Regions from separate parts of the Mus musculus genome. Here regions 1, 2, 3 and 4 are each linked to region 5. Evidence: chromatin contacts called from public HiChIP or PLAC-seq and promoter capture Hi-C data. All regions are on one chromosome and are shown on one strand. The core of a region is the stretch at or near the end of the contact, and the rest is flanking DNA. Distances in the headings are between cores, read along the strand shown.

Region 1 (2,700 bases), core at 128-2,627, 630 kb after region 5:
CATGTGCCTGAGCTTACAACTTAAAAAGCATCCCTGTCTTTCCAAATATCCATTAATGTCCAGATTTAGTATTTCTGAGGAAAAGCTTAGCTCTCTCAAAGAGTTCCTATGTCATGCCTTTACATTAAATGGGTACACGGTTAATAGAAAACTAAATGACTAGCTAGATGTCTCTGAGCGTTATGGCCCCTCTCCAAGAGAACTGGGAGTTCCCATTCAGGTCTGTACATGTGCGTGTGGCTGGAAGCAAATGCAAAATGAGCCCTGCTACCACTGTCTCTGCCCTGTCACCCTCCCTCTCTACCCACAACCAAGTCGTCGCCTACAAAGTTGGTGCCATTTAGATTTCCATCAGAAGTTCTTTCTTCTCTTCTTTTGTAACAAGTATTCCCCCCCCCCCCCCGAAGCAATGTTAAAAACCACAGGACAAATCCATCCAAATGTAACGGTGACTTCGCGGTATTTGAAGTATGGTCTTTGTGTGAAGGCTTCTTGGCTCCCGGTCCTTACATGACATTTCTGAAACCTGTCAGTGTCCTGCACACACTTCCTGAAGATCATATCTGGGACTGTCAAAACCCACAGGCACACTAACCTCTTGTTGAGATTGCAAAGAGTGCAGAGCAGACCTTTGTTCATAATTGCTCTTGCAGTACCTCAACCTGAAATGCTGGAGTCCAACCCAGAACCGTGTCAAATGATGGCTCAGAGGCCAGAACTCCATGGTGTTGCACTTGTGCCTTGGCTGGGACCAGAGTGCTACTGGTGCTGAATGGCCACACAGAAGACACAGAGCAGTGCCTGCCTGTGCTGTTCCCTGCAGGGCTTGGTGGTGAGGTTTGCAGGGGTGAGGGTGAGGGAAAAGAGGAGGCAAACAGCTACACCGGTCACACCCCTCGATGCTATAATCATTTTTACTGACTTGAGCATCTCCCATGGCTCACGGTATCTTTGCTACATGTGTGGACTCTCTTCTTCTTCTATGACTCTTCTTGAGGGAGATCAATCATCAACGTTAGAAGATTTACCCAGAGCATGCTATAGCCCTATCCTGCTCATATTCAGGGTGCCAAAGCATGCTCATATTCACGTGGATGACCCTCACCCCCACCCCCACCGCCACTGCAGCTGCGCTCTGTGCTGGCCATGTCCATTTCACCCCTCAGCCACCTCCTCTCTCTGCTGTTATCACCATGTTCCAGGCAGACTTTGGAATATCTTTGCCCACAGCAGCATTGACTTTGGCAGATCTGTTGGGGAGAGATGATGTCCTAACTTATTTGCTTTTCCAGAGCTGCTGTTTGCAAGGATTATTTGGAACCAGAACAGAAATCGTCCCACGCCTTTACGCAATTCCTTCGGCGGGCTCTGTCAGATAAATTAGGCCCTCTGCCCCTCTATTGGTCTAGCTCTCCAAGCTGATTATCCGGGCTGCTCCTGACATTTGCCCATTTTCCAGGGCCTCTCTGGAGCAACCATGAAGTCCCTGGTCTTGCTCCTTTGTTTTGCTCAGCTCTGGGGCTGCCAATCCGCTCCACAAGGTACAGGACTGGGTTTTAGAGAATTGGCTTGTGATGATCCAGAAGCAGAGCAAGTAGCTTTGTTGGCCGTGGACTACCTCAATAATCATCTTCTTCAGGGATTCAAACAGGTCTTGAATCAGATCGACAAAGTCAAGGTGTGGTCTCGGGTAAGTGAGCCTACCAGGAATGAGCTGAATGAATCTGGGTAGGGGATCTAACCCAGTGCCTCAAAGGCTAGCATCTCCCAGTGGAGATGGAATGGCAGCAGAGATTGGGAAAGAGAGAGCAGGAGAGGCCACATCAGTATTGTAGCCGTGTATCTCACAGAGGATGCTCCCACGGGAAGAGGAAGGGACCCCGAGGCATAGTTCACAGACCACAGGCAGAAGGTGGGACTTGCTGGGAGAACCTGGGCCCTATTTGCTAATTTGTGAATGACTTCTCTTTCTTGGATTACATTTATCTCTGATGAAAAGGAAAGCAGCATTTGATCAGTGACCATGTGTGACGGCCATCTAATGCAGATCGTTTCATTAAATCCTCCCTTCATTCATTCCAGACCTGCCTGATAGCCATGTTCTCCTTAGACAACAGATCTCATATGCTAACAGACTGAAACTATGAAACCGCCAATACTTGTCTGCTTTTCTTTTCCTGTTTCTGTCTGTCTGTCTGTCTTTCTTCCTTTCTTTCTCTTCTCTCTTTCTTTCTCTTCCTCTTTCTTTCTTCTTCCTTCCTTTCTCTTCTTTCTCTTTCTTTCTTCCTTTTTCTTCTTTCTTTCTCTTTGCTCTTTCTTTCCCTTCCTTCCTTCCTTTCTCTTCTTTCTCTTCTCTCTTTCTTTTCCTTCCTTTCTTCCTTCCTTCCTTCCTTCCTTCCTTCCTTCCTTCCTTCCTTCCTTCTTTCCTTCTTCTTTTTGAGACAGAAAGGTTTCTCTTTGTAGCCCTGACTGTCCTGGAACTTACTATGTAGACCAGGCTGGCCTCAAACACACAGAGATCCACCTGCCTCTGCCTCCTGGCTCCTGGAATCATAGGCATGTGTCACCGACTATTTGTCTGCTTTTAACATGCAAAGTTGGAAACTCCATACGGTTCAGCTTAACATAAAGATGAGAAGAACAAGTTTGTGTCACTAGAGACTTAGGATTTAGGAGGAAAATAAGGTAAACACCAGGATG
Region 2 (2,763 bases), core at 198-2,697, 570 kb before region 5:
TCCGCATCCCACAGTAAGAACAGGACTTCTGCAGGAGGTAGACTGCCATTAAATTCATCCAACAGGTACACTTTAGCTCTCATATTTCCTACTCTGAAGCCACACTTTCAGCGAGAAGCAAGAACATCCTGTTTGTCCTCATCAGCAGAGGAACAACAAAATCAATATTCGCTCTCCAGGTACCTTGAATTTATAAGGAAAAGCAAGGATTTTCTATCCTTTAATTTATAAACTCAACTAAGACATTCAAATATTCTCAATTAAAAGCAAATAAAGATTTGTTACATATTGTAGCTCTCCTTGTAAACCATATCCTCCTAAATAACAGGGGGGAAAAGTTTGATTGAAGATCACTTGGAAAATGTGTCTTAAGCACGGCAAAGCCCTCCAAATCTAAGATTATATGGAAACCGACTTCAGAATGTTTCTAAAAAGAAATGATTCAGCAGTCGGATTAAGCTAAATGCCATGAAGTAATCAAATTGTGGAATGCTGATTAAATGGCTACTTAAGTTTAATCTATTTAAAACTCTCAGGATAAATACAACTGGCCTAGGACTAGACTAGTCCTGGCTTGGCTCAAACGCTGTAACTGGGTGTCGAAGGAGTTTGCTCTTCAAACTGTTCCTTTTAACTTCTTAGAAGCCATTCTTCATACTTTGGTTCTTTCTCGATCTGGATACATTAAATAAATGGGAATCGCTAGGACCTAGGGTTCTTTCTGTTCAACAGCAGCCAGAAAGAACAGGCAAGAAAGTGAAAGGGGTATGTCCGTGCCCACCCCCCACCGCTGAAAGGGCTACCCTGCTGGCGCGCGTCCGCTCTGGCGGCTCTGAGCAAGTATCTAAAAGAACGGCAAAGAAAGCCAGCCCCAGGCTCCTGTGGGTAGGAAGGTTCCCTTTTGTGACTACAGCTAGGTTCCCCCGGGATTTCCTCCCGTCGTCCGGGTAGCACCCGGCCGCAGGCGGGCGACAGCAGGCCGACGCGGCTCCACTTACAGTGACACCATCCCAGGTGACAGCACCAGTGCAGCTTGAAGCACTTGCCGTGGCTGTGCGTGGCACAGATGGACAGCCCGTCGCACGGCTGGAAGTCGGGTCTGCGGGCGGCGCAGCTCCGCGCCAGGGCCTGCGCCTCGTCCACTTTCTCGCTCTTCCAGCCGCGCTCGGGCGCCGTGGCCGCACTCATCTCTCCGGTTGAAGAGCCGGGCCGGGAGCCTAGGACAGGGCAGAGGCGCGGGCCGGGCAGGGCGAGGGTGGGTTGCGGGCTGGAGGCGCGGCGAACACCCGCTGCCGAGGAGCCGCCCGGGGAGGGAGCAGCGACCCGGCCAGGCCTGCTGCCTCCCCGCGCCCTGCTCCCTTCTGCGCCCTGCTCCCTCCTCCCTTCTTTCTCCTCTCCTCTCCTCCCTCCTCTTTGCTCCCTCCTCCCGTCTCTCTCTGTCGTCCTCCCTGCTCCCTCCTCCCCACTCGGGCCGCCACGCCTGCACGCGCACGCGCACACTTAGACCGCCGCGCCCCTCTGCGAGCCCATCCCCTCGCGGTGGCGTTGCGCGCGTCGCCTCTGCCCCCGGCCAGCGGGTCCCACATGCCCATAGGACAGTCAGCACACATCCCCTACGCCCTCGGGTTGGGAGGGCGTACCTCCGGCTACAGTCCGGCCTTCTCCCGCAGCCTTTAGGCACAGGGTCTAGCCTGGTCCTTAGCACTCCCTCCCCGTCGCGCCGTGGCGTCCTGCTGGGCACACACTCGCCCGGGCTGTCCTGGAGCCGCCGGATGGCAGCGGGCGATGACCTCGCGGGTTCTTCCCTGTGCCAGCCTCCCGGAACTAGTCCTGGGTGCGGGGCTTTGGGCAGTCAGGGTGGGAGAATCTGTTAGGTTTCTGTCTTGATACGTGTAGGGTGTGGGGATGCACTGAGTGGCTTGCAGTGTCTGTGTGGCCATAGACATTACACGCCAGTCGTATAGTCGTGTGTGAGTGTGTGTGTGTGTGTGTGTGTGTGTGTGTGTGTGTGTGTGTGTGTTGTGAGTGTGGACGCCCTAGCGTGATTAACTGCATCAGTTGAACTGCGTGTGTGGCGGTATGGTGGGCTGGAATGGCGTAGTAAATTTATGCATGGATTACATGTGTGGAGTTGACACGGTCGGACATGGGTACACAGACTGACATGTGGCCCAGCCTAGCCAATGGGTGTGGCTGCCTAGGCTGCAGGTCCCTCTCCCACCTCCCCCAGTCTGCTTGTTAGACCGCCCTGCTGGCCACAACTTGTTTCAAATGGGTCTTCCATCCCAGACTGAACCAGAGAAGAGAAAAATGAATCTTTCGTTTACGGGAGCAGTGCTTCCCCTACCACGCGGGCCAGTGCCCAGTCTAAAACACCGAAAGGAGGAACGCCTTCCCTCTGCTTCCTTGCCAAATGCTACACCGGGCCCAGGAAAATGCCTGTAATCGCAGAGGGTCCGCAACAGAGCCTCTCAGCACAAATGCTGGGCTGGACCGTGCTTTCCCCAGATCTCCTTTCCCTTCCCTTTATCCCCTTCCTGTTTGGCAATGAGCTCTATCCTGGTTTTAAACGAAATTCATCCTCAAGTCCTCAAAACTCTTTGCTGCCATAAGCACCCTTTCATAATTTTCCCTTTTATTTAACCTTGGCTTAGGAAGGGAAATCTAATTTGCATATGTCTGACTCTGTGAAATCTTCATGTGTCAGGGATTGAGGTAAACTCAGATGGCAACGGCTGATTTCAACAACTGTCCCATCTAAGT
Region 3 (2,700 bases), core at 12-2,511, 960 kb after region 5:
ACAGAGGAAAGTTTTCAGTCTTTCGGAAGTGGTCTGTGGGTAATCAGAGATGGTCAGACTGCCAGACTGCTTCTTCAACAAGATGTTTCCTCCTGACTTCTCCAGCAGCCGTATCCTAAGCCCAGTGGAAGGAAGGTGCCCGGCTGTCTTTACCTTTGTAACCGGGTCCTGCCTGCCTGCGTACCTACTGTGAGAGTTCCAGGTCGCAGGACTCCAGAACATCTAAAAAAAAAAAAAAAAAAGTTTGACAAGGCTGTGTACAGGATACACTTAATGTTGGGGGATTTTTGTTAAACTCTAAATACTACAGTCTAAGATGTATGTGTCCTACATAAAAATTTGAGTTTTCACAGGGGTTAAATGACTTGTTTGATCAGGATCACCCTGTGCAGAGCCAGGACAAGCACTCTGGTAAGAACGTTTTCGCCAGATAACACTGAATCCAATCCATCGGGACACGCAGGGGGTGGGGGTGGAGGCAGCATTTGGGCTTCCTTGCCTGCCGCATTGCTCCGCCCCAAAGGCTTGCTCTTTGTGGACAGACTGCAAGATTCCCTGCATTACGGGGAGCCCTAAGCAGGCACCTTTAACCTTGAGCCTGCTCGCTAGCGACCTCCAGAGGGCCAGGATGGTTTGGGACCGGTGTGATAGAGCACTTTTCTAGTTTTAACGACTCTATTTGCATAACGGAGACCAAGCGTCCTCCCGCCGGTCTGCCGTGCTTTTCTTCCCTCCTTCCCGGTCCTCTGTACCCTCATCTGTGCTCCCTCTCTGCTTCCCAGAAGATCCGTTCTCAAGGGGACTCACTCGGAGCTTGAGTCCCGGGCTCTTCTCCCTCGGCCCGGCAAGATCCAGAGGCACCTGGGGGAGTGGAGTTGAGCGCCAGCCTGGGTTGGGGAGCCGCCCTGGCACTGCCCGACCCTAACAAAGGGAATCGGACTGCGCGCCGTGCGAGCGCTCGGTGGGCTCAGCGACCGCAGCCGCCTTCCCGATTGAGAGAGCTGCAAGTGAGTAGGGGCGAGGCGGGCGGCACGGGTCTGAAGAAGGAGTGCAGGGGTGCGCTGAGAGGCAGCCCTAGCTGCGGGAGTAGGAGCCGCCGCCCCGGGCTGGGGATGTCTGTCGCGGGTCCAGGGGAGGGACCGCCTTGGCCTCCCCTCCCTAATCCCCCACCCCCACCCCCACCCCCCGGCACGCCAGCCTGCGCACCCATAACAAACCCACGTGTGCGGGGACGCAGGAACCTACACTGCAGCGTCTGTATTGTGTAAGGCGTTGACTCGCGGAGTGAGGGTCTCTTTAGATCTTGCCCACTTTGGTAACAGAGCAGGAAAACAAGCCCGGTGGAAGGAGAGGGGGAGCGCAGGCACCACAACAAACGCACGTGTGCCCCGGCTGAACCTCTTTTGGTCAGGTTATTGTTCCAGCCAAACCAACGGGTGCGGCGCTTGGAGGCCACCTACTACTGCTGGAGAGGTGGGGACCTTTCGCAGCGGTGCTCTGTGAAGGGACGGACTAAACCTGTTGATTTTTAAAGGAAAAAGAAAATACAAACAAGAAAGAGCCGACAAAAAGCCCCCACCCCACCCACACGTATGCTTCACCCATTGGCACGGGTTTGGAGGTGAAACCTACAAGCCCTCATCTCTTCTTCGAGATTTTCTTAAGAGTCGTGGGCTGAACTAAGGATCTGTAGGGTACCCTTCTAAAATAGACCCTGCCCGACACACCATTGTCCCCGTGCACTGGCGACTGCCCCTGTTGGGGAATCTCGAGCGCCTCCCTAGCTTGCTGAAAGAATAGTTCATTTTAACAAAATCCACCAGTGAGGTCTTGGGTTTTGCTTGCTCTTCGCCTGGGAGCTCCCTGTGGCTAGACATTTCAGGTGTCACTGGCCCTGGCCACACAAGGCCAACGGGGGCCCCTCGTCTAGACGGGGACGTATCGGAGGCTCGCAGAGGTAGGTCCACTGTTTGCTGTGCTTTCCCCTTAACTTTCACTCTGCTCACGCAGCCGGATTTTTAGCGTATTGAGGTCTGGGCTTGTCAGCTCTGAGGAAAAGTTGAGGACAGGAAGGGGGCGGTGAACGGATCCTAGGCGACCTGTGCAGGAGTGACAGCATTTTACCAATCTGATGCTGCACCTCGAGTAGTCCCTGTGGAGACTAACCTGTCTCTGAAGACAACTGGACAGCCTTCAACCGTGTACCTTTGTTATTGAAAAAATCCAGGCGACAGCTAGGGAACCTTTTTAATTTTACAGGCAGGAAGCTGAGGTCTGAGAGTTCAGCCCCTTGGGTCTTCCAACTGCTCGGCCTTCATCCAGAGGATTCTGCGGTCGGCTTAAAAGGCAGTAGCCTCAGGCAGGGCGGAGTGAAACAAAGAAAATAATTCAAATTGGAAACTGCGCCCTTCCATTATACCTTTCTAGAGTTCTCTGTTTTAGTGGAGAAGAGGGACTTAGCATTTCCCCCACTTCTCAGCCTGTCCCGCTTCATAACTTTGCTCTGCTCTCCTGGCTGCCCTCTTGTTCTCAAATTGAACTAGGGCCAACTGGAGAGGCTTAGATGTTTTGCGGGCGCTAAGAAGCCTTTGTTCGGGCAGAAGCTGGGGCTGTTGACATCAGCCCCGCTGGGAGGAGAGTGTCTCTTGTAGTCAGCTGCTTCTGAGCCCCTCAGTACAGAACGAAGCATTCTTTTCATTG
Region 4 (2,700 bases), core at 105-2,604, 570 kb after region 5:
TCTCTGGGTCCTCTAGTCTGTAAGTCTACATGCTTGTTTTTGTTACTATGGTTCCATACTACAACTTAAGATCAGGTATTGTGGTATCTCCAGCCTTGCTCTTTCTCCATAGAGCTGCTTTGGCTATTCAGGGTCATTTGTGCCTCTATATGAATTCTAAGATAATTTTCCCTCATATTGCAAAGAATTTCATCAAAACTTTGAATTGTGTGAAGCCTGTAGATCACTTTTGGTAATATTGCCATTTTATTTACATATATATATTACTTCTGTTGATCTGTGAGGGTTGGTGCCATTTTTCTTTTCTGTGTCTTCTTCAATCCCCTCTTTCAGTGTTAAAGTGTAGAGGCCTTTCACCTCCTTGATTATGCTTACTCCAAGGCTGGCTGATTGCTTTCTTCTTTCTTTCTCAGCAAGTTCAATCTTAGAAAATAGAAAAACTACTGATTTTTGAATGTTTTTTTCTTGTATTCTGCTTCTTTTCTGAAAGTGTTTGGTGGAGTCACTAGGATCTTTTATAGATAATATACATGCATTTTATTTATTTATTTATGTATTATTTTGAGGCCAAGTTGTTTAGGCTGGACGTAAACTCCCTCTGTAGCACAGTTGCCCTGAGCCTATGATCCTCCTGCCTGTTTGGCAGCTCGGATTACACCTGTGCCATGAGACCTTGCTCAGACTAAGCCTGTGTCCTCTCAATCTGTCATGATGAGCATTAAAACCCAACACGGGATATCGTGGGAGACCATGTTCCAACTATGGTCCAACCACAGTAAGTGCACAAAAGCACAGGGAACAGTGACCATCAAATGCTGGAAGGCAGGGAAAACAGGCAATGTCAAAGCTTACAAAGCCTCAGTCGTACAAGGTAATTTAGTTCTGTGGGTCTGTACTACAGAGGTGGGTACCACGCCTCTAGCTAACAATACTGCAATATAAAGTTTTCTAAAAAGTTAGAATGCATGTGCTCTTAATATATACACAAGTAAAATAATAATGCATGCTGGAGAAATTTAGGAAGGTGACAGATGGACCTGTGGCCGTTACCATGGTGATGGCTTCGGCGTAAAGACCTGCTCTCAAGCTCATCATGGGAGGAGAAGACACCGGTTCCCTCCAATCTGCAGCTCTTCCCAGCTGTGACAAGAATAGGCATGATCTACAAAGAAGCTATTTCTTCCCACAGGAGAAGATGTAGACTTTGTCAAGCACACCCTGGAGGAGAGCTATGGCTCAAGTGTAGCCTCTGTGTAAAATGAACAATAAACTGTTGTTACATTATGTAGCCTCTACATTTCAATGTTTCCTTCCCCCACCCAGCAAAGCCATTTAACACTAAGTAGCTCCAAAATACAGAAATGTGGTTTCTTGAGTCACTGCTCACACAAGAGCCCAGAGATTCATCCTATCAAGTGCAGCTGTGTAGGACTGTTGATCAAATAATAAACAGTTATCAGCCTAAGCCGCTGTTGCTATAATTAATGTACTATAAATAATTAATATACTCTGTGAAGTCATTTCTATCATAAGAATGAAAAACCCTCAAGCCCTTTTCTGAACTTGTATTCTGACCTTTTTGCATACCAGTCATTCCTACTAGCTATGGAGTCGATGATGGCAGAGGTGCTGGTCTCTGTGGTTTGGGTGAGTGAGTCATGAGTTGAAGTTGGATGCCCAGCGTGGCAATGTGAGGAGACAGTGGATCTGTGAGAGGTCTGTGGGCCCTAGTGGGAGGTCTCTAGGTCTTGCTGAGTACTGCCTTCAGAAGAGATGCAGTTCTTCCAGGATTCTTTGAGTTAGCTCTTGCAAGAGGGTTGTGCCCATACCCACCTAGAGATTTATAGAAGGCAGAATTCAAAAGTGACAAACTGGGGTGCTTGGCAGAGAAAGTACTGAAACAGCAAAGCTGCCAAGCTGCCCCTGGGTTACATCTGAACTGCAGAAAGAAGGCTTTAGAAGCACCATCTAAAAATAGAATTTCTCAATGTAAAAGGAAACAACGCAAAAGGATTTGAAAGATTTACAGCTCCTCCAGGAAAGGAGCAAAGAAGTGCCACGGAGAGGTGCATCCAGGAGGGATCAGCATGGATAAAGTGAGGCCAGAAGCACGGGGACAAGAGGAAAGGGACTTGGAGGGCACCTCAGAGGTCTGCAGAGCTACCTCTCCACCACAGGCTCAGGGCCTTCAGACAGAACTGTCTGTCTCGGGAACAGGCTCCGAGCACTCTCTGTAAGCTCTCACACACTGCTCCCTGCTTTCCAGAAGAACACACTTTAGCCACCTTAGCTATGTCAAGCAGGCCCAGGTACAGCTGATGAACTGATCCAGATGAGTAATCACCAGCATTTAGTGTAATGTATGCTGGAGGCACGTGTAACATTAGGGCTAGGGAGACACAGCAGTTTCCACACAGATTTGAGAATAAAACAGAAGGGGTCCTGTTATCCACTATCCACTGCCAACAGACCCTGAACAGAAATAATGGGACATCCGCCAGGACTCTGGAACTGGGAACTACCAGTCTACAGTGTCAGTCTGGGAAAGCTGCAGTCATGAGACTCTAAGCTGAGAGCTGGAGTATGAGCTGAGCCTAGCAGAGTCATAGAGGAAGAGCTTCTGGTGGTTTTAAGGGAAGTCAGAGTTTTAACAACTTGTGTCTGCTCTGATAGTGTCTGGATGTGCTCTGGGCCAGTTAC
Region 5 (2,700 bases), core at 74-2,573:
TGTGAACTAGTGGTTAAGTGTTCCTGTGAACTTTTTGCGAAAATAAAAACGTTAGTACAGGAAGGGCAAAACAGCCATTCTTATGATGCTTGTAAGCCGTTTCCAAACTGCAATTACCTGTTCACTGAGCCCTGGACTTCCGCATCTTCACGTGACAGTTTTTAATCTAAACTCTACAGCCACGCCACATGCGCCTCATTTGTTCAGCTTTGGGGCTGGGTCTAGTCCAGGCCCATTGTATACAATCTAATCAACCTCTACCGATTTTCACCCTCTGGGAGGTGGAAGCTTAAAAATAAAATCCCGTCGACTTCAGAGTTTAATAGCGCCATCAATTGTCGCCAATGGTTTCTCCTTCCCAAGTCCCCCCAGGGGTAGGGAGGCTCTATACAACAACGCCTAACGACCTTGCGTTCTATTCCAGTAAGCTCTCAACAATGGGAGAAACGCTGTAGCACAAAGCCCTCCAACTAACGGGGCCCCCAATCCCCCTCAGCCGTTTCCGTCTCCAGATGCTCCAAGAGCCCCCTACAGCTAGCTGTCCCTTACCGGGACCAGGAGGCCCTCCATCAACCGAAAAGCATCAGTCAGTCCCCATAGGCTCCCGGCCACACGTGGCTTTTCTCCGCTTCACCCTTGGACCCCGGGTGGCGAGGCGGCAAAGCCTGGCTGCAGGGAGCGGCGGCTCCGCCATTTTGTGCCTCTGGCAGCGCGCCCGGCCCGCGAGCCCAAGATGGCTGCGGCGCGGCTTCGCAGGAGAGCAACGGCGAAAGAAGATACCGTTCCCATCCCCCAACGCCGACGGACGCCGCGGCCATCTTTAGCCTCCCCCCGCCCCGTAACGGGGGGAAAGGAAAAAAAAAAAAAACGGTCGTGGCGGGTGCGAGGCACACAGCCCGCCCGCGGCCTCCCTCCGACGAGAAGCGCCGGCCACCAGGCCCTCCGGCGCCCCGGCTCCCTCCGCACGTCAGGCTCCCGACACCCGGCTGCACCGGGCCGAGAGGCCTAGAAGAAGTAGCAGGGTGGGGACCGCGGCCGCCCGCGCAACTCCGCGCTTACCCGCTCGCCGTAGTTCTGCTCGCCGCTGTCGCTCATGACTCCGGGTCGCTGTCACCGCTACGGGCCTTTCCTGAAGCTGTCAAGCTCCCGCCTTCCTTACAGAGGCTCCGCCGCAGCCTAGCGCGACGCCACACTTTTGCGAGGAGCTCGAAGCCGACACGCTCCGCACCACCTCCGCACCGGTCTAACACTGCCGGATGTGACGCCACGCTCTTTAACCTGGTCCCACCCACTCCCCCGAAGGCGCGCTTTCCTGGCCCCTCCCACTTCGACGCGCCTTCCAACCGCTTTCTCCTGCAGGGGCGCTTCCCAAACCGGACGTGACGTCTACCTTACCGCCCTGCCCCTCCCCTCCCCTAGTACCCGGCCACAGCGTGGCGGGAAAGTGTGCGCCTGCCTTTGGGCGTCTGTTGTGGTCTCCTCGGGACACCGTGATGTCCGTAGCCTTGCCACACTCGTTTCTGGAACCTTCTAGAGAACCGTCCTGGGTGGAAGAAGAGAAGAGATGGTTGTACATTCCTCCATGCCTTTGTTCTGTCTCACTAGTTTCCTCTCCTTTTGTTCTCTCATGATCTAGGAGAGAACACAGCCACACACTGGATTCTCACCTCCCGTTTATTTAGACTTAATTCTAGAGCTTTCCTTCCTAAATAAAACCTCCATTTAAAACTCTCGCAATTTAAACCGGGCATTAATGGTGCATGCCTTTAATCCCAGCACTAAAGAGGCAGAGACAAGCAGATCCCTGAGTTTGGGGACAGCTTGGTCTACACGGAGAAACCCTAGCTCAAAGCAAACAAACAAATTGAGGTTTGAGACAAAGCCTCATTGTGTTGCCTGGGTTGACCTTGAACCCACCGTGTATGTTATATAGCCTAGGCTGATGTTAGGAATGTATTAACCCTTCTGGGTCAGCCTCCCAAATCCTGGGATTATAGTTATGAACTATCAATCCTATGGCCTGGTGTGGTAATACACGCCTTTAAGGCGGATCTCTGTGAGTTCCAGGTAAGCCGAATATACAAAGCGAGTTCCAGGACAGTCAGGATTACACAGAGAAACCTGGTCTCATTCCCCACCCTGACTCCCACCTGGGGAAATGGAAAGGAAAGAAAGAAATGGAGAAAGGAAAGCCAGGCAGGGTGGTGCACACTTGTAATCCTTGTAATCGCAGCATGAGAGGTGAGCCCAAGGACAGTTAGCTGTTTAAGGCCAACCTGGGCTACATGAGCGGGCCCCCTTCAAAAAGTGACACAAAACAGAAAATAATTCAAGAGAAACGGGCCTGTAGTAATGGATTTCTGTTTGGGAGAAGCCGCCTGCCCTCTAGCCTCTAAGGATAGCATGAAAGAACACTGAAGATATCTATAGAAAACCATGCCAAATGAGTTCTTGAGATGAATACCATTTTGACAGTCTTCTTGTTTGGTTTGGTTTGGTTTTTTTTTTTTTTTTTTTTTTTTTGGTTTTTCGAGATAGGATTTCTCTGTGTAGCCCTGGCTGTCCTGGAACTCACTCTGTAGACCAGGCTGACCTTGAACTCAGAAATCAACCTGCCTCTGCCTCCCAAGTGCTGAGATTAAAGGCATGCACTACTGCCCAGCGACAGTCACATAGCTTCCGTGAATATTCTGAGCTACA

Evidence for each region. Promoter capture Hi-C pulls out the DNA fragments that hold promoters and counts their contacts. HiChIP or PLAC-seq counts read pairs in DNA pulled down with a chosen protein or histone mark.
Region 1: a promoter capture Hi-C map of embryonic stem cells shows a contact between it and region 5, with 2.1 times the contacts expected there. The contact joins the promoter of Ahsg here to the promoter of Tra2b in region 5. A contact is called at or near these places in 4 of 39 promoter capture datasets (the C10 cell line, embryonic stem cells and pre-B cells).
Region 2: a promoter capture Hi-C map of pre-B cells shows a contact between it and region 5, with 2.9 times the contacts expected there. The contact joins the promoter of 2510009E07Rik here to the promoter of Tra2b in region 5. A contact is called at or near these places in 2 of 39 promoter capture datasets (hippocampal neurons and pre-B cells) and 1 of 115 datasets of contacts at active chromatin or transcription factors (effector CD8 T cells).
Region 3: a contact with region 5 is called in a promoter capture Hi-C map of pre-B cells, with 6 times the contacts expected there. The contact joins the promoter of BC106179 here to the promoter of Tra2b in region 5. A contact is called at or near these places in 2 of 39 promoter capture datasets (maxillary cranial neural crest and pre-B cells).
Region 4: a contact with region 5 is called in a FOXA1 HiChIP or PLAC-seq map of pancreatic cancer cells. The contact joins the enhancer-like site here to the promoter of Tra2b in region 5. A contact is called at or near these places in 7 of 39 promoter capture datasets (the 3T3-L1 cell line, the SN4741 cell line, cranial neural crest and 3 more), 3 of 115 datasets of contacts at active chromatin or transcription factors (double positive thymocytes, embryonic stem cells and pancreatic cancer cells) and 4 of 9 other capture datasets (adipose tissue, embryonic stem cells, macrophages and 1 more).

The regions. Positions count from the first base shown.
Region 1 is chr16:22,890,638-22,893,337 of GRCm38.p6, forward strand. Ahsg (alpha-2-HS-glycoprotein) reads left to right here and starts at 1,378. Exons shown (of 7, transcript NM_013465.2): 1 at 1,378-1,690. The coding sequence starts at 1,478. All of the region lies in intron 1 of Gm30505 (predicted gene, 30505), which reads right to left.
Region 2 is chr16:21,693,218-21,695,980 of GRCm38.p6, forward strand. 2510009E07Rik (RIKEN cDNA 2510009E07 gene) reads right to left here and starts at 1,448. Exons shown (of 2, transcript NM_001001881.2): 1 at 999-1,448. The coding sequence starts at 1,188.
Region 3 is chr16:23,224,223-23,226,922 of GRCm38.p6, forward strand. It overlaps BC106179 (cDNA sequence BC106179), which reads right to left and starts at 1,262. Exons shown (of 3, transcript NR_152126.1): 1 at 1,246-1,262; 2 at 1-222. St6gal1 (beta galactoside alpha 2,6 sialyltransferase 1) reads left to right here and starts at 518. Exons shown (of 8, transcript NM_145933.4): 1 at 518-1,007.
Region 4 is chr16:22,838,002-22,840,701 of GRCm38.p6, forward strand. All of the region lies in intron 2 of Tbccd1 (TBCC domain containing 1), which reads right to left. Among named protein-coding and RNA genes, the nearest start is that of Tbccd1, 18 kb to the right of the region's middle. Within about 2 kb of position 1,355, at least 60 of the 459 cell types and tissues checked have an H3K27ac peak or open chromatin away from gene starts, as enhancers often do. A contact at or near this core is called in the SN4741 cell line and pancreatic cancer cells, where this site is marked.
Region 5 is chr16:22,264,682-22,267,381 of GRCm38.p6, forward strand. It overlaps Tra2b (transformer 2 beta), which reads right to left and starts at 1,324. Exons shown (of 9, transcript NM_009186.5): 1 at 1,060-1,324. The coding sequence starts at 1,095.